2 separate regions of the Mus musculus genome follow, and region 2 is linked to region 1. The links are chromatin contacts, called in public promoter capture Hi-C maps. All regions are on one chromosome and are shown on one strand. The core of a region is the stretch at or near the end of the contact, and the rest is flanking DNA. Distances in the headings are between cores, read along the strand shown.

Region 1 (3,052 bases), core at 312-2,811:
GTTTTGTGTGTCAACTTGACACGAGCTGGAGTTATCACAGAGAAAGGAGCCTCCCTTGAGGAAACGCCTCCATGAGATCCAGGGGGAGGAGGGCCCAGCTCCTTGTGGCTGGTGCCATCCCTGGGCTGGTGGTCCTGGTTACTGTAAGAAAGCAGACTGTGCAAGCCAAGGGAAGCAAGCCAGTAAGCAGCACTTGCCTCCATGGCCTCTGCATCAGCTCCTGCCCCCCAAGTTCCTGCCCTGTGTGAATTCCTGTCCTGATTTCCTTTGATGGTGAGCATCGGTGTAGAAGTGTAAGCTGAATAAACCCTTTCCTCTCCAGCTTGCTTCTGGGTCATGATATTTTGTCCAGCAATAGAAACCCTGACTAAGACAACACATGTGCAAGTGGGTATCATGAAAGCCAGCCTCCTAGAACTGGAATTATAGAAATCTTGAGCCACTTGATGTGAGTGCTAGGACCCACACCAGGTCCTCTAGAATAGTAGTCAGTACTCTTAACAACACAGCCATCTCTCCAGCCCTTATGACAGCTTCTTTTCTTTCACAGTCAGATGAATAAAGCTCTTTCTCTCTCTAAAAAATACATTTTATTCATTCATTTGATGGATGTGTGTGCGCACATGTGTGCACACGTGTGTGCACGCAGGCATTTGTGGGTCAGGGGAATCAGCTGTGAGAATTGATTCCCTCCTATCATGTGGGGTCTGAGGATAGACCCCAGGTCAGCAGGTTATGTGGCAGTTCTTCTACCTGCTGAGCTAACTCTTTTTTCTTTCCTGTCAGGCCACATCCTGATAGAGACATGGACTCTATTACAATATAAAAGCTGGGAATCTTTGGAGAATTTCTGCCCTCCCCCCCCACCCCCCTGCTTTTGCTTTTTTTTTTTTTTTTTTTTTGAGGCAGGGTTTCTTCTTGTAGCCCTGGCTGTCCTGGAACTCCTTTCTCTCTGTAGACCAGGCTGGCCTTCAACTCACAGAGATCTGAGTGCCTCTGCCTCCTGAGTGCTGGGATCACTATGTACAGCTAGACCCCTGTACATGGATGGAGAAGTTCTTGAACCTCCATGCTGGAGAAACCCAGGGCTTCACACACACACACACACACACACACACACACACACACACACACACACACACACACAAACACGCACAGGGCAAGCACTCTTCCGCTTAGCTACAGTCTCCACTTTTCCTTAGAGAATTTTTTTCAGTCAAATGTGTGGCCCACATACTAGGGACTCTTCGACCCTTTGGATAGGTATGTCTGCTTAGTGTTACTATGCCTTTCCATCCAAGCCAGATGCAAGAGTTCTCCTCTCCGCTCCGCTCTCCTCCCCTTTCTTCCCCTCCCCTCCCTTCTATTTCCTTCCCCTTCCTTCCTTCTCTTTCCTCCCTTCTCTTTCCTTCCCTCCTTCCTTTCAAGAACCTGCATGAGAGTGCACGAGCCAGCCTTGGGAAAACCCTAGCATGAGTCATTGTTTGGAACCACAGTCTGCCTTCCTCTGGATCACCTTCCTGGTTGAGGTCATAAGACTAAAATAAGCTGCAGCCCCTCCTTCACGGGCACAGGACACCAGTGAGGAAGGCGGCTTCAGGCCAAGGTTGACCTCACAGAGAGGGAAGGCCAGCCTTGCCTGTCCACCTACCTGTTCCTTCAAGTGTCCAAAGTTTCTTATCTGGGCCTAGGGTGTAAGAATGAGGGAGGGCACCAGGCTTAGTCAGGTTGGGAGGGGCAGGAGCCGTACAGGATTCTGGGATGCTTGCTTCCCTTCTGTTCTCGCCTCCCAGAACTACTTTCAAAATTATCTTGCATGCGAGAGAGAGAGAGAGAGAGAGAGAGAGAGAGAGAGAGAGAGAGAGATGAAGATTGTGGGGTTATGAAGGGGCTGGTGACTTGTAGATTCCCGAAGAGATCCACTGGGAAGCTGTGCTCTAGACACAGCTCCCAGCGGTACACAAGAGAGAGGACAGCAGACAGCTTTAAACACTATTCTGGTGATAACATAAAAAGTCACTGGCTACTTAAGGTTTTGCAAACTCCCGAGTTGCTTAATTTTCCATGTGCTACTACAAATCTGTATACAATGCACAATTCTGGTTGTTTCGAACGAGGATCGTTTCCTCCGGATGTGTCATCCCCATGCAGTCTCCATTTCCCACCTCCCCATCCCTCCCCTGCTCCCTGCTGTGGGGCGCCCTCACTGCTTAGCCCCTCCCCCCAGCCCCTGCTGTGGGGCGCCCTCACTGCTTAGCCCCTCCCCCCAGCCCCTGCTGTGGTGCTCACTGCTTAGCCACTGCTCAGTTCTCATTTTGCACGACTTCTGAGGTGTGCATGAATGATGCGCCTGTTGTTTTCTTCCTCTGTGCTGTAGATAACGCTTCTCAGGCCTGGAATATTGAAATAGAGGCTTCTTTTGATGTCGCCAGCTCGAAGTCCGTTAGTGGTCAGGTGACAGTAGCCATCCCTCAACTGAAAACACAGCAGACAAACGACATTGAACTTCAACAAGAGCAAAGGATTGTTAAACTACTGGTCAAAATTAGGAAGGTGAGTGACCTCACTTCCTGGGAGGTGCTAGATGCATGCATTTGCTGTTCAAGGGAAGAAATGGCGGAGTGGGAGTGCCTAGCAACTTTCTCCCTGTATTTTCCAAAAGTCGTTTTCTCACTATTTTTTATTTTTAAGAGTTTCATTTAGATTATTTTTTAAAGACAAGATTGCACACTGTAACACAAAATTAAGCTCACAATGCAGCCCAGGGTGGCTTCTTTTTGTTTGTTTGTTTGTTTGTTTGATATAGGGTCTTACATTGTAGCCCAGGCTGGCCAAGAGCTGCCTGTCGCTCAGGCTGCTCTTCATCTTGCCTGTGGCTCTCTTGAGCGATGAAATTTCATATTTACAGGTGTGTACCACCACACACGGCATTTTTGCCTTTATTTTTAACTTTTCATATATTCTGTGTATTAACCAATGGTTGTTTTTTTCACATGTGAGATTAATATAATGGAAAATATGTGGTTAATTTGCCAGTTTGTCTTCTAAGGAG
Region 2 (3,116 bases), core at 121-2,620, 150 kb after region 1:
TACAAGGCAATCCAAACGTGAAGGGAGAGAGAGAAAGAGAGAGAGAGAAAGAGAGAGAGAGAGAGAGAGAGAGAGAGAGAGAGAGAGAGAGAGAGAGAGAAAGAGAGAGAGAATATCTCACAAAAGCCACAGTTAGCTAAACTAAAAATTAAAACATGTGTGTGTGTGTGTGTGAGAGAGAGAGAGAGAGAGAGAGAGAGAGAGAAAGAGAGAGAGAGTGTGTGTGTGTGTCATCCACAGTGCTGTAGGAACAGATTTGTGATACTTGTGTATGCCATGGTCTGTATCACAGGGAAACCATGTTTGAAATGTTACCTGGATGTTTTTGGCCCTTCATCAACCCATCAGAAAGAGGTTTGCCTACCCTGTCAGTTTCCAAAGAAACAAAACTACACAAGAGTGGCATAGTCTGAACTCAGGGCTTATAGCTGTAGTAGGCTCAAAACAATGGCCACTGCCCTTTTCTATCCCTCACAACACAGGGACAATAAAATTGACATCTCTGCCCCTTGAATGTTGTCAGGCCCTTGGCAGGCCCTGACCAACAGGAGGATGCAGACATGAGTCATGAACATGGCTTTCAAGAAGCCGTTCAATGACTGGATTTTCTTTCCTGGAAGGGAAAGGCCTGGCCAGCCCAGTGGAGGATGAGAACCCACGTGTGGAGTGGAAACGCAGCAGAGCTCAGCCAAGACTTCCCAGGCTGAGCCCTCGGTGGCAGAGCAGCTGAGGACCTCCACAGAGCAGCCAGACAAATCACCACACACAGTCACAGGTCGCAAGAAATGAGGCATATCTGTGTTTCTATGTGCTTCTTCATGATTTATCTCGCCGCAGCAAAGGCTAGCCAATCAGAACGGTTAGTAAATGGAAAGACAGCAGCCTACACGATACAGCTTGGTCAGTGTCATGGGAACAGAGGGCGTGTGGAGCATGGGTTAATTACCCTGGCAATTCAGTATCACAGCTTTAATTACACTCTTAGTCACGGTCTGGACTTTGCACTGGCTTTTCTCCATCGGCTACTGAGTTCTCAATTGAACAAAAAATAAATAATTTTTTTTAAAAAAAGGAAAGAGCAAAAAGAAACAAAACAAAACAAAAAACCCAAGCTATCCAAGATACGAGCCCAACCCCCGTGACATCAGTACATGATTAGAACTGTTAAGGCTCTGAAGGTGTATTTGGTAATGAGCCCCTGTTAGCTTTAGGTAACGATGCCATTAGAAAACAAGTTAATGATACATTAAACCCATCAACCCTAATGTCTACAGTTTACTACTCGACAACAAGCCCGACTCCTGACTGTCTCATTCTTGCAAATGTAGCCTTCTCCAACCAATGCAGTGAACAGTCTTGTTGTCGCTCACTTCTTTCCTCACACTGTTTCTTGTGTGTGCACTTCCTTTCTATGTCCATAGCCACACCCTAGGGCAGACCTTATTACCTCACTCTGACAGAAACAGCTTTTCTACCGCTCACCCCCATGGCAGGGTATCTTCCTGATTAAATATCTTTCAGATCACAGCCAGGTGCTTTACATAGTGAAGTCCAAAGAGCAACTACTCAGCATATGATTATATTATATTATATATTATATAAGCACCACAACTATCACCATGATCCAACACAAGCACTTTACTATAGGGAAATCAATCATTTAAAGATGCATTGCTTGGCCAACAAGAGGGCTCTGCAGGTAAAAACACTTGCTGCTAAGCCCAAGGACCTAAGTCCTTACTTGGAACTTACATGCTCGAAGGAAAGAACCAGCTTCCAAAATTGTCCTTTGACCTCTACACATGTGAATGCTCACTGCATACACGCACACACGCATGTGTACACACACACATGTAACAGCTCTATGTCATTTCTTTCCAGTGTGTACATCTCTTCACACTCGAGATTCTATCCTGTTTAGATATTATGTATTCCACAACATGGTACTTCAAAATCAACTTCTTCCATAAAACCTGTATTTTCTCTTCCACTGTTATCGCCTCAGTCCATAAGGTCTATAACATTTCCTGGTGGTTTTGCACTATGGTTCACTGTTTCTATGCAACTTAATCATACATTATATATTTACAGTCTCCTTAAATGGTGTGCCTTACAGCCAGCAATGGGAGTTTTGATTTTGTATTTCAAAACCAGTAGACTAAATGATTTATACTGAAACCAGACAGAAAGGGTCGCTCACCTATACTCAATTCCCTTCACATTGAATACCAAGAACAAGCACATTCGTAGGAAGAGGAACACATCATTGCTTGCCAGAGGCCAGGGGAGTGAGTGAAGACTGGGAAGGGAGCCATCATTTACCACATTCAAGGCACTCTTCTGGGATGATGAGAAAGTTTCAAAACAAAGCTGTAGAGAAATGCTAGCTAGCCAACATATTGAATATATAAATGCCCTGGAATAATGTCTTTCAAAATCATTAATAGCATGCTACAGCTGGGCAGTGGTGGAGCATGCCTTTAATCCTAGCACTCCAGAGGCAGAGGCAGGTAGATCTGAGTTCAAGATCAGCCTGGTCTACAGAGTGGGTTCCAGGACAGCCAGGGCTACACAGAGAAACCCTGTCTTGAAAAAAAAAATCTTTAAAAATCCACACAAATCTAATTTCAGTCATTATAAATCAACCACTATTTGATCTTGCCAAATTCATATGTAATTATGAAACACAATAGCCTGAGACACTAAACAAGAGATACAGGCTGCACAGTTTAAGTGAACTCCAAGCTCACCTTCTGACTGAGGGCACTTTCTAATCCAGGCCACAGGAAGCAGAGTTCAAATAAAGAGCAGTGATCTCATTGGTCAGAGAAATGGTATATGTGCAAAGCCTCAAAAATCTATAATCAGCCCACCTTTACTCTGATGAAATCCTAACAGAGATCCCAAAAAGCTCAGTGAAAGCCACTGTTGTTCTATAAATGCTCTGATAAGATTACAGACGCCATACAGAGCTGAGAGACACTGAGGGTGCAATCACGTGGGCTGAAGAGACATCAGTAAACGTTCTGAACATGTGTGCTTATAGCAGTCTAGGGGAAAACCGTGTTATAAGAGTCAAGAACACATCATAAAATAAGGGCGACTTTAAATGCATC

Evidence for each region. Capture Hi-C pulls out chosen DNA fragments and counts their contacts.
Region 2: a promoter capture Hi-C map of liver shows a contact between it and region 1. The contact joins two enhancer-like sites. A contact is called at or near these places in 4 of 115 datasets of contacts at active chromatin or transcription factors (bone marrow-derived macrophages, embryonic stem cells, pancreatic cancer cells and 1 more) and 3 of 9 other capture datasets (adipose tissue, liver and pancreatic islet).

What each region holds. Positions count from the first base shown.
Region 1 is chr3:135,520,615-135,523,666 of GRCm38.p6, forward strand. It overlaps Manba (mannosidase, beta A, lysosomal), which reads left to right. Exons shown (of 17, transcript NM_027288.3): 6 at 2,378-2,553. Among named protein-coding and RNA genes, the nearest start is that of Manba, 37 kb to the left of the region's middle. Within about 2 kb of position 1,562, at least 145 of the 459 cell types and tissues checked have an H3K27ac peak or open chromatin away from gene starts, as enhancers often do. A contact at or near this core is called in liver and pancreatic cancer cells, where this site is marked.
Region 2 is chr3:135,674,266-135,677,381 of GRCm38.p6, forward strand. The region is part of intron 1 of Nfkb1 (nuclear factor of kappa light polypeptide gene enhancer in B cells 1, p105); the gene reads right to left. Among named protein-coding and RNA genes, the nearest start is that of Nfkb1, 16 kb to the right of the region's middle. Within about 2 kb of position 1,371, at least 117 of the 459 cell types and tissues checked have an H3K27ac peak or open chromatin away from gene starts, as enhancers often do. A contact at or near this core is called in liver and pancreatic cancer cells, where this site is marked.